Regions from separate parts of the Gasterosteus aculeatus genome. Here region 2 is linked to region 1. A link is a contact called in public Hi-C data. All regions are on one chromosome and are shown on one strand. The core of a region is the stretch at or near the end of the contact, and the rest is flanking DNA. Distances in the headings are between cores, read along the strand shown. Region 1 overlaps dock11 (dedicator of cytokinesis 11). Region 2 holds the start of kirrel1a (kirre like nephrin family adhesion molecule 1a).

Region 1 (3,407 bases), core at 581-3,080:
GAAGATATTTGGAATTACAACACAAAAAGAAAAGCTAGTGGTTTTCCACAACGGCGGCGCTGTTCCCCATGGCAACACACAGACTGAGGCATGGAAGGGCATTAGCATTCAAATCACTAGCCTTGAGCTGAGTGGGATTGGCTGGGAGCCCTACGAGGAGAAAAGGGCGTGAGGCTGGCAGGATGGCGATGTTAGTGCAGTTCAGAGCAAGAAGGTGCAAGTCGTTTGCATACGGCGGCAAACTTCTGTGGCGATGATGTGCAGGATGGTGCGATGAGCTTCACCTACCTACAGGGCCAAAAAGCTCCGTCGCATACGGTATAAAATCTGACCACAAGCAAAACACAAAAAAAGGAAGGGGGGAGGGGGGGGGGGTTGTTGAAAATAAATAAATCGGGAGCTGAAACAGTAAACAATCCATGCAGCATTTCCACAGCGTAGTTGTTTGCGTATCACTTTTGCTTGTGTATTCGTATCAATTAGTCGGTGGGACGTGCCACCAATAAGAGACACGTGTATGCGTGAACCAATAAGTCAGGCGGGTTAACAGAGGGGACGCGTGTGGTTGGATGTGGGTCAGAAGCAGGCTGTTGGGCGGGTTGTGGGGTTCATGTGAGAGACGGTCAGTGGTTACACGTGTGATATGAAGCATAATGCGTTCAGATGGGAAGGACGTGACGTCGGGACTTTCTCACCTTGTACGCGCTGCATCTTGGTGCGCCCAAAAGCCATGGGCAGGTTCAGAGGGATGAAGTGTTCGTGGTTACACACGGCCATCAAGAAATCAAACTTCATTTCAGTCAGCACCTGCGTGCCAAAAGAAGACACAAATATTTGAGTGACTCCACACACGGTTAATGCAAATGTATGTTAACTGCCCCAGAGTGGCAATATAATTCTCCTCATTGTTCGAATAGAATACTCGGCGCCGCAGATATCGCTTTTCAAACAGAGTCCGCTAGGAACTACTTTGGTTGAATTTGTTAGTCAAATGAGACACGGCACATGTTAGTCAGTTATATGCACGCAATCTGATACGCATAAGTATCTTATCAGCAAAATAAGAAATACTTTAGTTTAGTTTAATTCTGTTTTTTCACTTGCTCAGAGTTTATAACAATAAATCCCATTAGAAATTCAAAAAGTGCTTGATAATAATTTATCTTCTAAAACCCCAAATAAACCATCTCAGAACGTCTCCTAAATGCAGGTTAGAAATAGGCAAACCAGCGCCCGTTCTTGCAGCATGCCCTGATGTACATGTACACTGAGCATGTACCTTGGGATCTCTGAGACCAAAGTGACACATGTAGTGGTTGACCAGGCCGAAGGCAAAGCCCCGGTTCATGACGGTCAGGCACCTCTGAGGGAGAGAAAACGTGGTTAGCGCATTATCTACCGCTGAGGGAACAGACACGACAAACACATTTCTGTTCTGGAGGAGAGTTCGAAATAAAAACTGTAGTAGTGTCAGTCTCAGTCATGTAAGGAGGCCAAGACGCCATGAATGACTGTTCCCAGCAAACAGCCTTCAGTGGGTTAGAGCAGGTTGGGTCAGACCTTGATGAAATTGGCCAGGCTCAGGTTGATGCATCGAGCTTCCTCCAGGATTTCCATGTGGCGGATGGTGATGTGTGGCATGATGGACAACACCAGCGACTGGATCACCTGGTGGAAACTGTCGGGAAAGCGCTGGGCCCGGGGCATCTGATGACACATTCGGGGGAAAACATGTAAAGGCAGAACGCTTGCTTTGACGGAATCAAAAGGTCAACGTGACAAACAGGCAGGGACGTCACACACTCCCACAGGTTTGCAGGGCGTGGATAATTAGGAGGAACACATTTCTTTCCAGTTCTACCTGTTCTAACCGCTTCAGGCCTCGCACTTGTTGAACGGTGTTGACATGATCCATAACATAACTTGATATGTGTTCGCTTTAGAGGTTGTGCTAAACATGAACATTTGCACTTTGGGGTAGTGTCTCATGCTGCTCACCTTAAATGACTGAAGGAAGAAGAAATCACTCATTACCAACCTTGATGCGGTTGCCTTCTTGCAGGTACTGGGCCATGGATTTGACCATGGTTTCAAAGAAGAACCAGGAGTACTACAGAAAGGGATAAAATGAATGGGGTTATAGTAGTATGGGTATTTCCAAACATGCTGATAAGCTCCACAATGGTGTAGCCGGGGTATATGACTAAAGAAATACCAAATATATGCCATCACGGAACAAGACAGAAGCAGCTACATGCTTCTGGGTTTCGTCTCTGGTCACAAAGACTGAAGTTTCTGTTTAGAGCGACACGGTGAAGCTGTGCCTCCTGCTTTTCAATAACGGTACTACAGCTGACCCGCGCAGCAAGTATAGAGCGCACACACCTTCAGCAGCTTGTTGCTTGTGTTGAAATCTGCCGTTTGCTTGAGGGTGGCTGTTACAGCGGTGGCCAGCATCTCGTGGGTGGTTGCAGAGCTTCCCGATGAAGGGTTGTTGGTCACAAACACATACTAGGAGGGGAACAAACGACACATAATAAATAAAAACCTGAAACCTCCAGAATTGATATATTACCCCTGTGGCAGCGTTTGTGTTGGTGGGTTACCTTCACAAAAGAGCGCAGGTAGTGTTCCAGGCCCTCCTCGTGACATCTGGAGACTATATGTATGATCACACTGAAGGCACAGAAGCAGGGCACAGTTACAGAGTGAGCGTCTGTCTTCAGCATCTGTTGGTACAAACTGCATTCACGTTTCACCGAAGTGGTAAAACTGACCGCAGCGAGTTGACAGCAATCTCATGGGTTTCTTTGGTCGCTGCTGTGAGCACCCCAAACAGCTGCATCAGCACCGTAGGAAGGAAGTTGATGATTACATGAGTCTCCATGGCATGCAGGCACTGTGGGAAGGGAGAAAGAGAAATCCAGGAGTAATAACTTCAACTTGGATTTTAATGTGCAACGATTTTACAAGGCTTGCAGAGGCTACGGATTACGAGAGTTTGGGTCTTTAAGAAGGTTTTCCTAAAAAAGGGTAAAACTCTGGTCACCTCAAGCTGTAGAACAGACTTGACTTTTAGGCAAACCTCAAGAAAGAATAGACATAGTAAAAGCTTTTCATGTGAGAAAAAAAACTGTATGATTCAAACGTCGAATTCTCAAGAATTCTGACCACCACCCAAAAGTTGGGGGGGCATTTTCAGATTTCCCCAATATTAGACATCTGTTCAGCATCCAAGGCCCTAGAGGAAATATTATTAAGTTATTCAGACTCTACCTCGACTCGACTAACAAATTGTAGCACTTAGATTGTACTTGTAACGTCACTCATCTATAGCAAATTGTAAATTGGCTTATTTGAGGAAATTGCACTTTCTTGTTTCTTGTTCTCCTGAGTTTGTGCCCTAT
Region 2 (3,407 bases), core at 657-3,156, 42 kb before region 1:
AAGATGCTCCCAAAACCTAAGACGAGCGTCGCCTCTTTTGAGGCCATTAACTCCAGCTCTCTCTGGGTTATGTTTACTCCTCCTTTGTTGTTGTTTATAAAAGCCTAGGCCGTACATTTACTAAACCATTTTCCATCGAACTGAACAACACGCAGCTCCACATGCAGCCCGCTGATCTCGTCTTTGAGGGAGCGAAATGTCTTTGTGCTCGAGCAATGATGGACTTACAGTAACGCCTCCTACACAGACAATAGGGCACATGGCTTCGAGCACGTGAACAGGCAGCGTTTATCAGTGTGTGTGTGTGTGTGTGTGTGTGTGTGTGTTTGTGTGTTTATGAACGTCATCAGTGTCACTGAGCTAGTCATGTGGACTGAAACAGTTTGGACAAACAGGGCAACAGCATGTGACCGCAGCAAGAGGTCTCCATGTAGAGAACAAGGGAGGAAGAGAGGGGGGAGGGAGGGGGCATATTAGCAGATTGTGTCATACGTGTTTTAGAGGATCGATGAAGAGGAGCCTGCTCTTCACTGTATGAAGAGTGCGCTGTGCCTGTGTGAACCTCGACAACGCGCTACGGGGGGGATGCTGAGCACAGCAAGCCTGGCGGAGCGATACAAAGCCTGGCAGACACGGTGACATCATCCCCTTCCATACCTTCCCTCTCCCGAACACGCCTCCCCCCCCCACCCACCACCTATGATGGAGTGGTGGACTGGACGCGTGCACGCTCCTGGTCAGCCAAGGTAGACAACGGTGGGAGGCGGGGGGGGGGGTCTGTGGAGGCGTGTCCAAGAAGATGGACAGATAGGCCTCCATTCAAACAGGTAGCTTTTAGAAATGATAGCCATCACCCCCCCCCCCCACAGCCTCCCGTCTCCCAGCAACTCAGCTCATGATACACCAAGCCTTCCTGGCACCCTGCAGGTATGGAAGGGGTGGGGGGGGGGTGCATGGGTGCCGCTGTTCATTGTGCCCAGATCGGCTTTGTGTCAAGCAGGTAGGACACAAGTGGGTGGTGTTTTTGTCTTAGGGGCGGGGGGGGGGGGCAACCATACAAGCTGTCTTTCAGTCCAGGGGCTTGAGGAAGTGGTCTCAATGCCAGACAAGCCACTGAGCCCCGTTAGCAGGGTGGAGGTGCTGCTGGCATGTAGAGCAGCGCTGCTCCATCACTGTCATTCCCGTCACGTCCTGTGTCGCGTGGGGGGGGGGGGGGGGGTCTGTCATACGCAAAAGGTCATATATATCTATACCTATATAGATATATATTATATTGATAATAATATAATATTTTGTGTAAGTGTGGCGATCCATTGCTGCGGTAGGGACACGTTATCGCACGCGCGGGCGCGCTCGCGCGAAGCGGCACGCGCGCACACACGCACGCAGGCCCGAGGTGATCCATTGCTGCGGCTCATATGGGAACGCTGTGAAATCACGTTACACGCTCCTCTCTTCGCGTCGCCCCGGCAGAAAAGGGGCGCAGGGCTCTCTCTGAGTTAAAGCCCTCTGTGGTTTCACACATTTCATTCAGACATTATTCCGTGAGTTATGCGCTAAGAAAAAAGGGAGAAATGCAGCCTTACCAGTTTGAAAACTCAACAGCAAACTCAGGAGCAGCAGCCTCTGCATGGTTCAGCCGACCGATAAGTCCGTTATTGGCTCAGACCTCCGTGAGCACAGCATCAAAAAGCGGGAGTTTGCTGACTTTGATAACAACTATGCTCTGAAAGAACCGTCCCCCCGCGTCGTCCTCGCGCCTCGGTCCTCGGGCTCGACTTGGACGCGCTCCGCTTTTACAGCATTTCTCTGCCTTTTTTTTGTCCGCCTCTCTCTCCTCTTCTTCGCTCTTCAGCGTCAGTCAGTGTTCCGCTCTGTGCTGAGGCGGAAAGCTAGCGCGAGACACCGGAAACCGTCGGTTGCTTTTTCAAAATAAAGTTCACCTTGCAAGATGTACAGTATGCAAGAGAATTTAAAGAAAATGTAAATATATACATGTATATAACTATTAGTACAATTGCTAATCACAATTAAACCGTGATACATGCATAATCCTGTACAACCCTCAACGAAACATTTGCCACTTTCAAATACAATGTTTTCTTCCAAAGTATAATGATGGGTGTAGGTATGGACGGGGCCTTCTGCAACCCCAAAACCCTCCAGGACACATTAATGGATTACTATCTGGTCACTAATTTGATTTTAAAAGCATGGTGGGAGACATTGCTAAACAATGTTGATAAATGAATGACTATCCTGGGAAAATATATATCCCCCAATCATAATGCTCTAATTTACAACCTATACATGTAAGGATTGGGTGGGCAAACTATTGCCCACTGACAAACGAAACAGTACAGATGTCTTCTTTTACACAATAAGATTTTTTACATTACCTGAAAAAACACAATATAATAGAAATTCACTCAATGCAGCAACGCTTTACTTCCGGTATTGTCCTTGCTGTAATCTGTTTGATTTGACGTCATATTTCATTAACAGGCATTCCTCTCTCTCTCTCTCTCTCTCTCTCTCTCTCTCTCTCTCTCTCTCTCTCTCTCGCACGTCAGCAGCACTGCCCCGTTTTTCCTCTCCCCCCTGGATCTTTCACAGACCAACTCCGGCAAAAAATACATTATGAAAAAAATGACAAATAAACCCACTTAGAAGGGCGTAATCATTTTGACACATTTGCTGTGGTCGAGTTTGCATGATTTCTGTTGCTCATCGTGTTTCATCAGGCGATGAAGTCATTGGAGACATCGTAACCTCCACATCTGAACCACCAAATCCTTTAAAAAGATTCTTTTAAGAATGATGCAGAGGTCACATTTAAAATCTTCATAGAGATATCATGAATCAGAGGTCAGTTATTACTGAACATAACTGAGCATATTAACATAATGTGTCGTAATGTCACACTGAGCTCTGAGGTCAAATTAATATTAAAAGTAGACTTTCTTTTGGACGCAGTGGCAGGAGGGCGAAGTAATTTGACACCATACCTTCCGGGAACAGTGACTCTTTAGAGGGGAAAGGCGGTGATGTCACTGTAAAGCAGATTCCCAAATACATGATGAATAAAAAAGGCCATGTCCTCATTCCCGTCATGTAATGTAGGCTACAGATTTTGGTGATGGTTCTCCATGAGACCGACGTCGTCGCAGGTCTGCGCAGTGATCCGGCAAAGGGACTCACGCTGGTACTGGAGCGCCCCCTTGCGTCATAGACCAATACAACCCGTGCGCGTACCTCGAGGACAACTGGAACAATGTGCCAAAAACATCTGCGAACGCGCACACACCAGAGCCTTTTTTCCTTTTTGATATACGAATATTTGGGTTTATGTCCACCTCTTCCGCTTCATAAAAGCCTGCTAGAAGGACTGTAAGTACCGAAGACGA

The links. Hi-C and Micro-C count contacts between places; a contact is called where the count stands out from the background.
Region 2: a contact with region 1 is called in a Hi-C map of whole body, with 4 times the contacts expected there. The contact joins the promoter of kirrel1a here to the enhancer-like site in region 1. A contact is called at or near these places in 3 of 6 Hi-C or Micro-C datasets (skeletal muscle and whole body).

What each region holds. Positions count from the first base shown.
Region 1 is chr7:10,520,559-10,523,965 of fGasAcu3.hap1.1, reverse strand. dock11 (dedicator of cytokinesis 11) reads right to left here. Exons shown (of 55, transcript XM_078105696.1): 24 at 2,778-2,899; 25 at 2,607-2,676; 26 at 2,386-2,511; 27 at 2,039-2,110; 28 at 1,561-1,707; 29 at 1,280-1,363; 30 at 696-807; 31 at 289-327. Among protein-coding and RNA genes, the nearest start is that of LOC120821408, 22 kb to the left of the region's middle. Within about 2 kb of position 1,830, at least 3 of the 9 cell types and tissues checked have open chromatin away from gene starts, as enhancers often do.
Region 2 is chr7:10,562,244-10,565,650 of fGasAcu3.hap1.1, reverse strand. kirrel1a (kirre like nephrin family adhesion molecule 1a) reads right to left here and starts at 1,906. Exons shown (of 14, transcript XM_078105705.1): 1 at 1,587-1,906. The coding sequence starts at 1,632.